2 separate regions of the Danio rerio genome follow, and region 2 is linked to region 1. The links are chromatin contacts, called in public HiChIP or PLAC-seq maps. All regions are on one chromosome and are shown on one strand. The core of a region is the stretch at or near the end of the contact, and the rest is flanking DNA. Distances in the headings are between cores, read along the strand shown.

Evidence for each region. HiChIP or PLAC-seq counts read pairs in DNA pulled down with a chosen protein or histone mark.
Region 2: an H3K4me3 HiChIP or PLAC-seq map of embryo shows a contact between it and region 1, with 2.6 times the contacts expected there. The contact joins the promoter of zgc:153911 here to the promoter of map3k4 in region 1. A contact is called at or near these places in 1 of 18 Hi-C or Micro-C datasets (an unstated tissue) and 2 of 4 datasets of contacts at active chromatin or transcription factors (embryo and gastrula embryo).

Annotation. Positions count from the first base shown.
Region 1 is chr13:39,304,117-39,310,625 of GRCz12tu, forward strand. It overlaps map3k4 (mitogen-activated protein kinase kinase kinase 4), which reads right to left and starts at 2,840. Exons shown (of 26, transcript XM_021480882.2): 1 at 2,611-2,840. The coding sequence starts at 2,633.
Region 2 is chr13:39,435,720-39,442,228 of GRCz12tu, forward strand. zgc:153911 reads right to left here and starts at 3,295. Exons shown (of 4, transcript NM_001077315.1): 1 at 3,122-3,295; 2 at 2,105-2,452; 3 at 1,718-2,002; 4 at 696-1,546. The coding sequence starts at 3,176. The coding sequence ends at 1,368.

The sequences.
Region 1 (6,509 bases), core at 1,590-4,089:
CTAACTTTATTTTTAGTAGGGGATGTTGTTGTTGTTTTAAGTTATGTGCACTCGAAGGAGGATGCAAACAAACACTGAACAGACAATCTCAACATTTGTAACAACAATTGGATTTAATCGACGATCTGCTCATGCAACAATGCACTGAAATAGCACACAGCACTGAAACTTTAAATTGCATTTGCAGAAAGTGAAAGAGAGAACGCAAGAGAGAGAGAGACGCCGCATATCACTCGCGGGTTAGCAGAGTACAATGATCTTGCACACAGACGCGAGTCACTTTACCTTTCCCACAGGTCGGATTGTTTCCATTAGCGGCGAGTTTTCCCCTCAGAGACGCAAATGTAATCGTGCAAATGCTTGAGTTGAAGTAGGTGTTTTCAATTCCCGTAAAAAAGTTTGCAACTATAATGTGTAATTTCGCCTGGTGTTGCGCTGCAAAGCGAGATCACTTTGTGGCAGGAAGCGAGCCGCAGCGATGCCCGATTATGAATGAATCATTCTGGGGAGTCGGATCTTTTTGGTGAATTGGTTGAGTCGCTAACGTAATGAACTTAAATGTATCGGCTCCGGTGATTCTAAAGTCAACTCATTAGAGAATTTGTTCACACAAATGTGAAAAACTTATGTTAATGTGCTCATTGTTCGGGACATTATACAGAACTTTTTGCAGTAATACACCTCATTTTCTTTTCAATTATGAGGTTTTTGCGTGATTAGTTTGGATTAGTTAACCATACTTTTGATGTTCCAAAAATATTTCATAAGGATTTAGAATAAAGAAATATAAATATATACTTATTTTTAAAATATAAATTTATTACATCACATATTACATATTTATTATTACATCACATATAAAAACTGTAGCTGATTTTCCTCTATTAGGCAAATAACAAACTGGCCAACAAATTCAAGTGTCAGAATTTGAACATTTCAGTAAAAAAAAAAAAAAATTGTAATAATAACTAGAAAAGTAAAGTTCGTAGACAAACTTTATGGTGGCTTGAGAAAGCCTAGTCTGAAAGTTTGAAGTAGTTTCAAAGTTTAAATAATTTAAGTAGTTTTTAAAAAGTTGACAGATGGATAACTACATACAGTTGAAGTCAGAATTATTAGTCCAAATGTTTATTTTTTCCCCAATTTCTTTTTAACGGAGAGAAGATTTTTTTCCAACACATTTCTAAACATAATAGTTTTAATATATCATGTCTAATAACTGATTTATTTTATCTTTTATTGATTTATTAGATTTATTAGTAAATCTTTCATTAGTTCATGCATGACCATTTTAAAACAAAATGACTGAAAGATTCTTACTTATTTAGGCCACTCTTTTTTAGTTTTTTGCTGAAATATTTAAAAAAAAAAACTAAACCGACAATAGTTCCCTTCTGTTTCATAAGCATCTTTTTGTGTCAAGATGCATTTAACAAAGTGAGCCAATGAATGACTAAAAATATTTTCCTTCTGCAACACTTTTAAAAATGCACAATAATAAAGTGTATTTTAACAAAAACTAATTTATTTTAAAAATGAGAGGATTTGATTTTTAGCTAGGTTTTGTTTTAAATTATCTGAAAAATCAGGGATCAAATAAAAATGAATGAATCAAATATGCATAGTATGCCATAAACAGGGTTTCTGCAGGTTTCAAGTCAAGTTTAGGACTTTTTAAGAGCCTTTTCGGACAATTATGAATGAAATTTTAGACTTATACAGAGCTAAACACTAATGATTATTCCTAATGCCTGCCACAAAAAAATGTAATGTAATTATTCCTTAGTGACATATTTTAATGTGTCAAAACAAGAAAAATAGTTGTATACACTATTTTCAACATAATTTTTATTTCTCTTTTTTAAATGACAAATTTAACATTGTTAAAAGTGGATTTATTATGGAGGCAAATACATAAATAATCAAAAATATATATTTGTTAGCTTTTGGTCCAAATTGATTTGAGTATAACTTCTATTCAACCTAATGCATTTCTGTTATAAAACCTTAAGTTTAATCTCTATTAATAATTGTCTACTCACCCTTCTGTAAATAGTTTTTGTATGAATGGAAGATAACGTAAAGGGATCAATCGCTCTTTTATTATCATGACATGAGGAACTGTGTAATTGTTTTTAGTTTGCTTTCCCTGATTTTATTAAGATGGATTGTTGGTGATTGAATGGATGTCAGCCTGATTGAGTAGCTTTACTTGGACAAAGGAAAATTAAGACCTGTTTAAAATTATTTAACACATACAACACAATATTTCAGTAAATGTAAGACTTTTTAAGTCCTAAAATTTTGGTTTTGAAATGTAAGGGCCCGCGGATACCCTGATAAAACTCTACTGAATCTGAATAAGTTCGAATGATTCACGGAAATGACTCGCATTTCCCATCACTAGAGAGCTAAAGCTGTCACGCGCATGCGCACCAGTCGCACCCAATACAGCCTCAATAGGTGCACTATTTAGCAGCATGTCCCGAATCCCGGCTGTGTAAGTTGCGAGATCACACAAACATCTGCGTATACAAAGAGACACAAACACACAAACTCTCGCACACACACTCAAACAAGCACTTGCTGCTTCAGATGCGCTTCCCTCACCTGATTTCATCCGGAGGCTCCATAACCGGGGCCGAATCGACGGAATAGCGCTCCGTTCACCCGTGCATGAATCAGAACATGTCCAGGAAAACACAGGTCGACTTTGCAATGGCTAGTGCGTGGTGTGAGTCCCTGTGCACACTTTCTTCCTCTATCCGTCTGCAGAGTTGAGACTCGCCCGTGTGTGCACTGACGCCATGTTTCCAGCGAGCCGCTGATGATGAGGGAGTGACACACACACACACACACACACACACTGTGCTCTACGGCAGCCGCGCAGGTCAGCAGAGCCGCTGCAAGATACCGAAGCACGAGCACGGCCGCCCCGATCAGACGCGCCCAGGAACTGCAAAGAGAAAGCGGCAAAAACCGCCTTACAAAAGATCCATCTGCCACATCTGACATCTGTGTTTCTAGGGCACAGGGGCGCACAGATGCTTTCTGCACGTCACTTAAAATATAATGCACGCTCATATAGCATGTGTATAGCCTAATTCAGAGCTTTGTTTATTTCTGTACAAAACCTGGAAACTATTTTATTTTATTTTTTTTAAGTTATTCAGGCCCGTAGCAGCCTGGTGTAAGGGGTGGTTCTTTTTTCTCAAAATGTGGACTTCTTTGCAGTTATTCACCTCATTTTCTATTTAATTATGACGTTTAAATACTCCAATATGTGGCATTTTAAGCACTATTTTAGCTGGATTAGCTTGTTGTATCCTCCATTTTTGATTTATTAAAAATATTTCCTAAAGATTTCTTAAAAACAATATAAAAAAAAGAGCTTCATGATTTTCATCTAGCCTCTCTTGAAAATTCATCTATCAACGACAGCTGAATCAGTATAAACAGCAAACGTCAGTCTAAGGCACTTAAAAAATGAGGAAAAAAATATTGAAAAGCCTTTACTGACATGGCTACTTCATAAACCTGCGCCTACATGTTTTGATGACACTTGACTTCATAAGGGTAACCTGATGTAGCCCCAGTTTTAAGGAACAGACATGTCAATAAAGGCTTTTTATTATTTTTTTCCATATTTTTTGAGTGCTTTGGATTGATTTTGATGATTATTCTGATGAATCCCTTAGGGCACCGACACATTATTTAAGCCACCCCTGAAAGCTTTTAGTTTGATTTTGGATTTTTATACACAGCCAGTTAGTATTAAAATTAACTTTAATAGGCTGCTTTTGGTGCTTCTGACCTTTTCATTTATCAATTTTTTTTCTCTCAAGAATAAGGTTCAAGATTTTAAAAAGATAGCCTACTTGTAAAATGTTTTTTTTAACAACAGTCGGTCAGTAATGAAAGTTGACTTCACTTAAGTCATTACGTGTTCTTAAAATCTTCAATGGGTTATTTCCACAAACATTTAGCAGTCGAAATAGGTCAAATGAGAATATAGTGGCAATAATTCTGGACCTTTGTCAGTAGAGGGGTAGTTCTTTCGAACCATCCGAACCACCCCCCCCCCCCCCCCCCCCCGGCTACTGGCATGCTATCTTTATATAATATTTTAGTATAGGGGTTAGTGGTGACAATTGCAACATGGGGCAATTTCAACAAGACTTATTTCTCCATTCAAGAATGAGCTATAGAGTGATGATATTCATACTACATATAAACCCTCCTTCAATCAGACAAAAATCAGCCATATATGACCATTCCTTCAGTATAAAAGTCATTTTTAAGTATAAAAAAGTAAAGTTTTAATGTTCAGAAAATGTCTTATGCTGTCTAATCTGTTTTTAGGAAATATTTTTCATGTGTATAATTCAAATCCCTGTTTTCTTAGCTTCAAATAGATATAAAAAAACGGTAAAAAAAAACTGTCTTTACTAAATATCTAGACTAACCTTTTACTAAACTACTTCTGTGAATTTTAAAATAAATTAATCAAATGATTCATTCTTTGAAATTAAATACATTGAGACTGCACTGTAAAACCCAAAAAGTTAGGGTAACTCAAAAAACTAATCCAAATGAGTACATTTTTAAATCATTCATTAGATTTATAGCGGTTGTGTAAAATTAAAAAAGGAAATTTCATTAGTTCATGCATGACCTTTTTAAAAATGACTGAAAGATGCTATTTTTTTTTTGTTCAAGACCCAGTTTAGTTCTTAAAGAATGTAATTGGCAAAAATAAAATTTATGGTAAAATTGGTAAGTATAACCCAATTCTTTGCAAAATAGAAGCATATAAACGCTAATAAAGAAATAAAGAGAGACACACTGTCAACATACACAGCTCAACAGACTGTAAGGAGGGGCAGCTAATCATATGAATTGTATGAAGGCAAGCCTGAGAGCACAGGCTGATCCTGATGAAAACTGCACGTTTTAGAGGTCAATTCATGACTCCTCATTCAGACTCAAAGAAACAACAGGCTTGTGTTTGAAGCTCACTGAACCTTGATTAGGCACAACCTGCCACGCAGATTCTTTATTTCATATTTAATTCTGAGAATAAAGAAGAAGAAAAGTGAGCTTTTGAACAATTACATATTTTGCTTTGCAGGTCATGAATTATTTTTTTCAGTGCTTTATTATGTTTCTCTTTACGCAGAAGTTTTCTCTTCATAATTATGACCTTATTACTCAGTTGCACTTTTTTAATGGATATATTCCAGCTGAAAATATGCTTGCTTCAAAGAGGTTGCTTCCAGTCGAGCAGGAACTCCCGCTTAGTTATTGCAGCTCATCAAAGATAATTGCAGTCATTTTCTGGAGTTTGAAACTGTTCCAGATATTGTGTTCTGATTTAACCCAATATAGATGAAGTCAGAATTATTCGCCCCCCTTTGACATTTTTTCATGAACTTTTTTTAAATCATGTTTAACAGAACAATGACATTTTCACAGTATGTCTGATAATATTTTCTCTTCTGGAGAAAGCCTTATTTGTTTTATTTCGGCTAGAATAAAAACTGTTTATTTTTTTAAAAACCATTTTAAGGTCAATATTATTAGCCTCTATTTTTGATAGTCTGCTGAACAAACCATCGGTAAACAATGACTTGCCTAAATACCTAAACCTACCTAGTTATCCGTTAAACAGAAACTGGGGAAAAAATAAACAGGGGGGCTATTAATGTTGACTTCAACTGTATCATTCTGTGCTCTGCAGGTGAGGCTTGACAGACCATCTATTAGACACAATCTCTCATTTTCGTATGCACCAGACACATTCTTATTACCACTTCATTTTTTTGAAAACATCTTGCAATTCTTGGTGTGTTCCGCAGGTGAGTGGGCTCGACAAACCACCTGTATGACACGCTCTCTACTCTCCATATTTGGTAGGAAAAAATAAAATATTACAGGAATTGCACCCTTACTAAGTTTTTTTTTGTGTGTAAAAATACTCAAAATGTATAGGTTTATGTTTTCAAAGAATAAAATTTCATTTCCCAAAGTCACACGAGTGGCAATTTCTCATCTGTTACATTTGTAACAGTGAGGTCACTGAGATGCCACATCCAAAAGGAAGCTTTTTCCTCATAAATACTAAAATATAGTGAGCCAACTCCTATCCTGTTGATTAGAATTGTTTTTTTTGGGGTTGTGCAGATTAATTCACAGAATTTCTACAAAGTATGTTACTGTCAACTAGGCATGGGCCGATATAAGATTCTAATGGTATGATAACCTTGGATAAACATATCACGGGTTAACGATACTGTGATTACTGCACTAAAACATCTTTTTTTTTAAATGTCTGGGTAAAAAAACTTAAACTTTTTCCTCCCTTTGGACACAATATCTTATTTTGAGAAACATTTATAATTATTTGGAGCAGTAATTCCCTGGAGATATTTACGGCTGGAGATACTGCTGTCCTAAAAACAAAAAAAATCTATAAAATAAAAGTAAAAAAAAAAATCCTACACATACAT
Region 2 (6,509 bases), core at 2,045-4,544, 130 kb after region 1:
TTTTCTGATCTATACCAGGATGTTTTAAAGCACTTCATGCCTCCTGCTCCTGACTTTATGGACATACAGATTTGATTTTTCCAACAGGACTTGGCTCCTGCAGACAGTGCCAAAGCTGCCACTTCCTGGTTTAAGGACCATGTTATCCCTGTTCTTAACTGGCCAGCAAACTTGCCGGAACTTAACCACTTAGAAAATTTTTGGGTGAAGAGGAAGATGTGATATCAGACCCAACAAGGCTGAAAAGCTGAAGGCCACTATCAGAGAAACCTGGGCTCTCATGCTAACTGAGCAGTTCCACATACTGATTCACTCCATGCCATGCTGCATTGCTGCAGTAATTTGTGCAAAAAAAGCCTCAACCAAGTATTGAGAGCTGTACATGCTCATACTTTTCGTGTTCATACTTTTCAGTTGATAGTATTTTTATTAGAAATGTTTTCTTTGTATTGGTCTTCGGTTATATTGTCATTTTCTGAGATACTGGATTTGGGGTTTTCATTACTTGTCATAATTATTAAAGGAGAAATAAACACTTGAAATATATTAGTCTGTGAAGAATGAATGTATACATTATACAAGTTTCACTTTTTGAATGGAATCGGGGAAATAAATCAACTTTAGGATATTTTTATTATATGACCAGCACCTGTATACACATAATCTGTGAAGTAATATTAATCACACTGGTGGGATATTATACAAATGTATATTTTATTTCAGCATCACATGAGTAAACATGTCACTTGATACGGAGGCAAATGTAAACAATTGAAATATTAAACAGCACACAGTGGTCCCATAGTCAAACATAAGTACTACTAACACACTAGTTCACAGTATAAAATTACATGTTATAAATTACATGAATTCAAATCAAATTCCATTTTTAGAGAGAAACTAATTTAATAAATATCGTTGTAAAATGTTACTGTGGAGCAACAAGATCCTGCCAGCAGGTGTGTGTAAAAAAATACTGTTTAGTGCATAAAGTCAAGAGTAAAATGTATAACACTAATGGAAATGGTCTCAAACATAATGCTTGTTAAGCAGGACATCAGCAGTGCATCATAATATGATATGACTGACAAATTCTGTTTATGAAATTTTTAGCTCTGTTAAAAGTGTTTAGCACCTAGGAAGATTTGGTTAGTTTAGCTGTGACAAACACACCAGATATCTGACATAAAGATCAGTGGAATAATGCATTGAAATGGTATTTAACATGAAAGGATCATCACAGCACAAATAAAGTGTTTATTTGTTAAAAACTGGTTTAAAATAACTTGAACCATGTAACAATAAATATAATACTAAATTCTGTCCTGGAAATGATCATCATTAAAAAAACAGCATAACCATCATAATCATACATTTTCACTCAGACTTTTAGTTTCACTGGAGGAACTTTGTTTGCTCTTTTCTGCTTTTCTTCTTCTTTTGATAAAGAATACAAACAATAAAACCATCGCGAGCAGCAGCAGAGCAACTGGGATCAAAATGAAGCATTCAGAGCATCTGTTCTCTTCTTGTTTTTCAATTTTATCTGTAAAGAAAAAAAAATAATTATGATTATTGTAAATAGTACAGTGCATGTTTGGAAGGAGAAAATAATGACAGAACTTTCATGTTTGCTTAAACTATCTCCATCAATATTGATTGTTCATAAACATTTAAAAATGCTTATATTTATTGATTTCTTTTACAAAGTCCTCACCTGACGAAAGCTGGATCTCTCTTCTGATGTCTTGCCCCAGCGGTTTGTTGTGCAGAATAAATGTCAAAGATGAATTTGAGACGTCAGAGAGTTTTATCCAGCTGGACACGATGTAAAGTCCTGTGCTTGTGTCCTGTCTGAGGTGTGTTTGAGTCTGGTTGGTGATGTCTGAGTTCTCCATCAGCCACTGCAGTGTTGGAGAAGGGTATCCTCCATCTGACGTCACCAGCAGATTGACTCCATCCGTCAACATGGAGAACTGCAGACGAGGCTCAGAGTAGAGCGCTGGGAAACACAACACGCATGTTAAAACAAGCATTTTTCCCATTTTCTGAGCTCGATTCATGAGATTCATCATCAACATGTCTATATGTGTCATTTTGTTACCTGCAATATTTACAGCAAAGCTCTTCTTCTGGCTGCCGGAGTTTGTGCTGATGGAGCAGGTGTAAACACCGGCATCCCTCTGAGTCACTTTGTCCAGTTTGAGAGAGGCGTTTCCTCGCTGCATCTCCTGAATGAACAGACTGGTGCGGCTGACATAATGAGGATTCTGCCGGTCCAGCTGATCCCGACTGTAGTAGAAGCTGTGAACTACATCCAGCCCTCGCTGCCATGTGATAACAGTGCTGCTCAGATCCCACGAAGAATCCACAGGGAATGTGCAAGGGAGGATCAGCTCCTCACCGTAAAACCCAATGACAGGACTTCGGGGAACAGAGATCTCAAATTCAACTAAAGAGACACAAAGAGGAAAGAAGACATTTATTTTACAATCATAACTTGAATGATCAGTTTGTTGGCAGCAGATTTCTTCTTGCATTAAGCATTTACAGTAATATTTGAATCTCAAACTAAGATTTACTGATAATGAGAATCAAAAGCGGAATGCAATCAAATGAATGTTTCTTTAGCTCCACTGTCCACGTGCCCTCGTGTTTATAAACTAATGAGATCATAATGAAATGACATCATGAAAGCACCTAAATCCCAAGGTCACATCTAATCTGGGTCATGATGATGAGTCATTATAACATTCATTCTGACTAAGCATGTCTCGGCATGTTGGCAAATGCCAACACACTATACAATATATTATGGGTGCTGTCCTAACATATGCTATATTATACAAACAAACACGTGGGCAGAGAGACTATTTTAGGGGTTTAAAGATATAATCAAACCACTTTTATCGTCACATCACCAGCAGCACGTGTGCTATAATAAGTGAACAACTTATCTAGCTACAGGCTTCAGACAGTGCAAAATACAATGACACACTTTACAAACACAGTATTAATTTAAATACAGTCTATACATAAATAAATAATAAATATGAAAGGTACACATATGTAAACACAAACAGATCACTTTAAGATTACATTATAGTTTTGAGATACTTACTGAAACAGGAGGCTTCAAGAAGTAGGAAAAAAAAGCAGAACACCTTCAAGTTCATATCACAATCCACGACCGCAGGAAAGAAGTAAATCCTTTAACACTCCTGAATCACTATTACCAGAAACAAAACAAAAAACTCAGTGATTTTGTTTAGTTGTATGTGGGTGAAGCCGAGCTGATCAACAGCAGAGGTCCGATCCCGATCACTCTCGATGAACTCTGAGCTGTCACTCCATATTGTCACTGTATTAATGTCCGCCCCATAGTTACGAGATTTAGCCCCGCCTCTATTGTGTAACCAAAACATCCACGCGTGAAACCGGCAGGGGTGTGTCAGAGGAGAGGAGATCATGTAGAAACCAGCAAAACCAGCTTACAGCATCAAAACATCAAAACCAACATGTTTTTTTTCCAGGAGGGTAGTTCACTTCCAAAAAAAATCCCCCTTTACTTGCCCACGTTTCCTTTTTGAGTGTAAAACTAAAAGAAGATATTTAAACTGTAGATATTAAAGATATTAAACCTGTAACCATAGACTTCTATAGTATTTGTTTTTTCTTTATTGATGTCAATGGATACATGATTCCAATATTATTAAAAATAAATTCGTTTGTGTTCTACACAGAAAGAAAACTCATAATGATATGAAACAACTTTAAACAAAAACGTTTGTGTACAATGAAAAAAAGAATCTCAAAAAGTTTTGTGACAAATGAAGGTTGAGTAAATGACAGAAATGTCATCATCCCCAAATTTGAGCTCGGTTTAATAGCAGCTGTTTTCATTTATTTTTTCACTCTAGGAAGACAAACTTGGGAAACTTTATTTCTAAATAACACATTAAAAAACAAAACCCATTTTAACATTAATGATCTGGGATCTGATATACCACAATGATTTAAATATGTGCCCTGGTTGTCCGTGGTGTAAAGTAACTAATTACAAATACTCAAATTACTGTAATTAATTACTTTTTCTCAGGAATTGTAATTTACTGAGTAGTTTTAAAAATGTGTACTTTTACTCTCACTTGAGTACATTTTTATTGCAGTATCTGTACTTTTACTCTCACTACTTTCCTTCAACCTGCAGTCACTACTTTATTTTTCTTGTCTATGGGGATTAGAAAAATCAGTCCTGTAATTCCCGTCCAATCAAATCACACATTGAAGGTAAATCGCTTCATAATGAAATACCTGAAGACATGGGTGATTTATAATTGCAGCAAACTGTTTGGTAGCATTAAAAGTGTCCAAGAAGATGTCCAAATTCTTTACACGCAATGACCCAGAGACTGTTTAGATGCAGGTCACTGATGAGAAAATGACAGATGTTTACTGTATGGGGACCAAAATGGCCTTAAACACCCAATGAGCACAAGACATCAACATGATGTCCAATTGACGTTGTACCCCAATGTCTTAAGGCGATGCATTTTGTTTGGTATTTACTATGATCTTCTATGTAAAGCTGCTTTGACACAATTTACATTGTAAAAGCGCTATACAAATAAAGGTGAATTCAATTTAAATTCAAATCGGGTTGACGTCAGAACTTACTGTCAGACCAACGTCAATGTCCAACCGAAAACCAACCAAATATCAACGTCTAATGATGTCAAAGCTTGAAGTTGTGTGAACGTTACCACCATGACGTCTACCTGATGTTGAATTTTGGTTGCCACACCTGATGAATAATTATCAGTATTTGACGTCAGTGTGATGTTGGTTTAAGATGCTAGCTCAACATTGGATTTTGGTCACTTTCTAACACAACCTAAAATCGACTAAATATCAACGTCATTTAACGTCGTTATTAGACATCAAATTAATGTTGTCCTTAGACGCTGGCTAGACATTGAATTTTGGTCACTTGACATCACAACCTAAATCTAAGCTAATATTAACATCCTATGACGTTGTGTGCCTACTGGGCAATAACTACATGCACTACAGAATGTTACGTTTACACACATCCACAAATTACATGAACACATTAGCTTTTCACAGTGTAATACTCACTACTAGTACTTTTGAAAGGGCTACTTTTTACTCCTACTTTGAGTAATATTTACAACAGGTACTTTTAATCTACTCGCACTACATTTTTAGGCAAGTAATGGTACTTTTACTTGAGTATGATTTTTCAGTACTCTTTCCACCACTGCTGGTTGTTAACGACGCACACTATAAAAAGATCTGACCTCATACCGCCAAAGACATTACGATATCGCAAAGTCGCCACAGCAACCTGAACAGCAAGGAGAACAACCGACAACATTCTCGAATCTAGTAGATACTACTGGTATATGCGTGATGACGTCATGGAAAACAACGTCGTGCGGGTGTGGCAACGTGATACGTATCAACACCCAAACACACCAAACAACACACTCAAAGTTCCTAAGGACAATCCCTAATGCTTACTATAGATATATAGCCTACATGTATATATACTTGCTGAAATTTCGCTCAAAATGTTGAGTCTCTTAAGCAATCGTTTTTAAAGCTTAGGATAGTCTTTATTGATAGAGGCTTTGTGAAGATTTTCTCTTTTCTCTTTCCTAACTTTTGTTATTGTATTTTCTCTTCAATGCAGTGATGTTATTTTTATATTCAATTAAAAAATTTTCTGATTTAGAGGATGAATCCAAACACATGTTTTTAAATGCACATATATGCACAAATGTTTTGGTTTGGTGTTGATTATCTAATATAACAATTATTAAAAAACACCAAACAACACACAAAAAGTCATTCAGCGACAGAGCGGCTGTGAAAAATGAAGAGAAACACGGGACAGTGATGTTAGCTGGTTAATATGCAGCATTATAACTGATAAATACATGTGAGAAATATGATGATGCATTTTAATCGTTTCATTTATTTTCATCATTATATAAAGCTTTATTTAGGTTTTCACTGTAACTTATAATTAGCTATCGTTCAGAGATGTAACGGTTCAAAAAGTGTGAAAAACCGCAGGATATGTGTTCAACTTATCTACAGTTAGAGTAAACACATATATGCTACTTTTCATGGGCTTCATTCATTAAACTTAAGCTGATTTCAGTGCTCATGGTGGCGCTTTTACTTATCTATTAGCCCCATCTACTGGAAGAGAATGAATTAGCCTAGCATTTAATTCACTGTCAAATGTTTCTGCAGTCAGTCAAACAAATGTGTTTTAGTTCATATTTAAATGACTGAAATAAACAATTGCTCGAGATAGCTATAATATATTATGTAGCCACTGTGTGTGGATCAAGATTACAGTGCAGTGGCTGCCTTTAGTTTTATTGCCAATAAATTTACTGCCTGTGATAAAACAAATAAGCACCTATAGTTCATGTATTTTGTTTGTTTGTACTTTTACCCACCAGTGTTTAAAA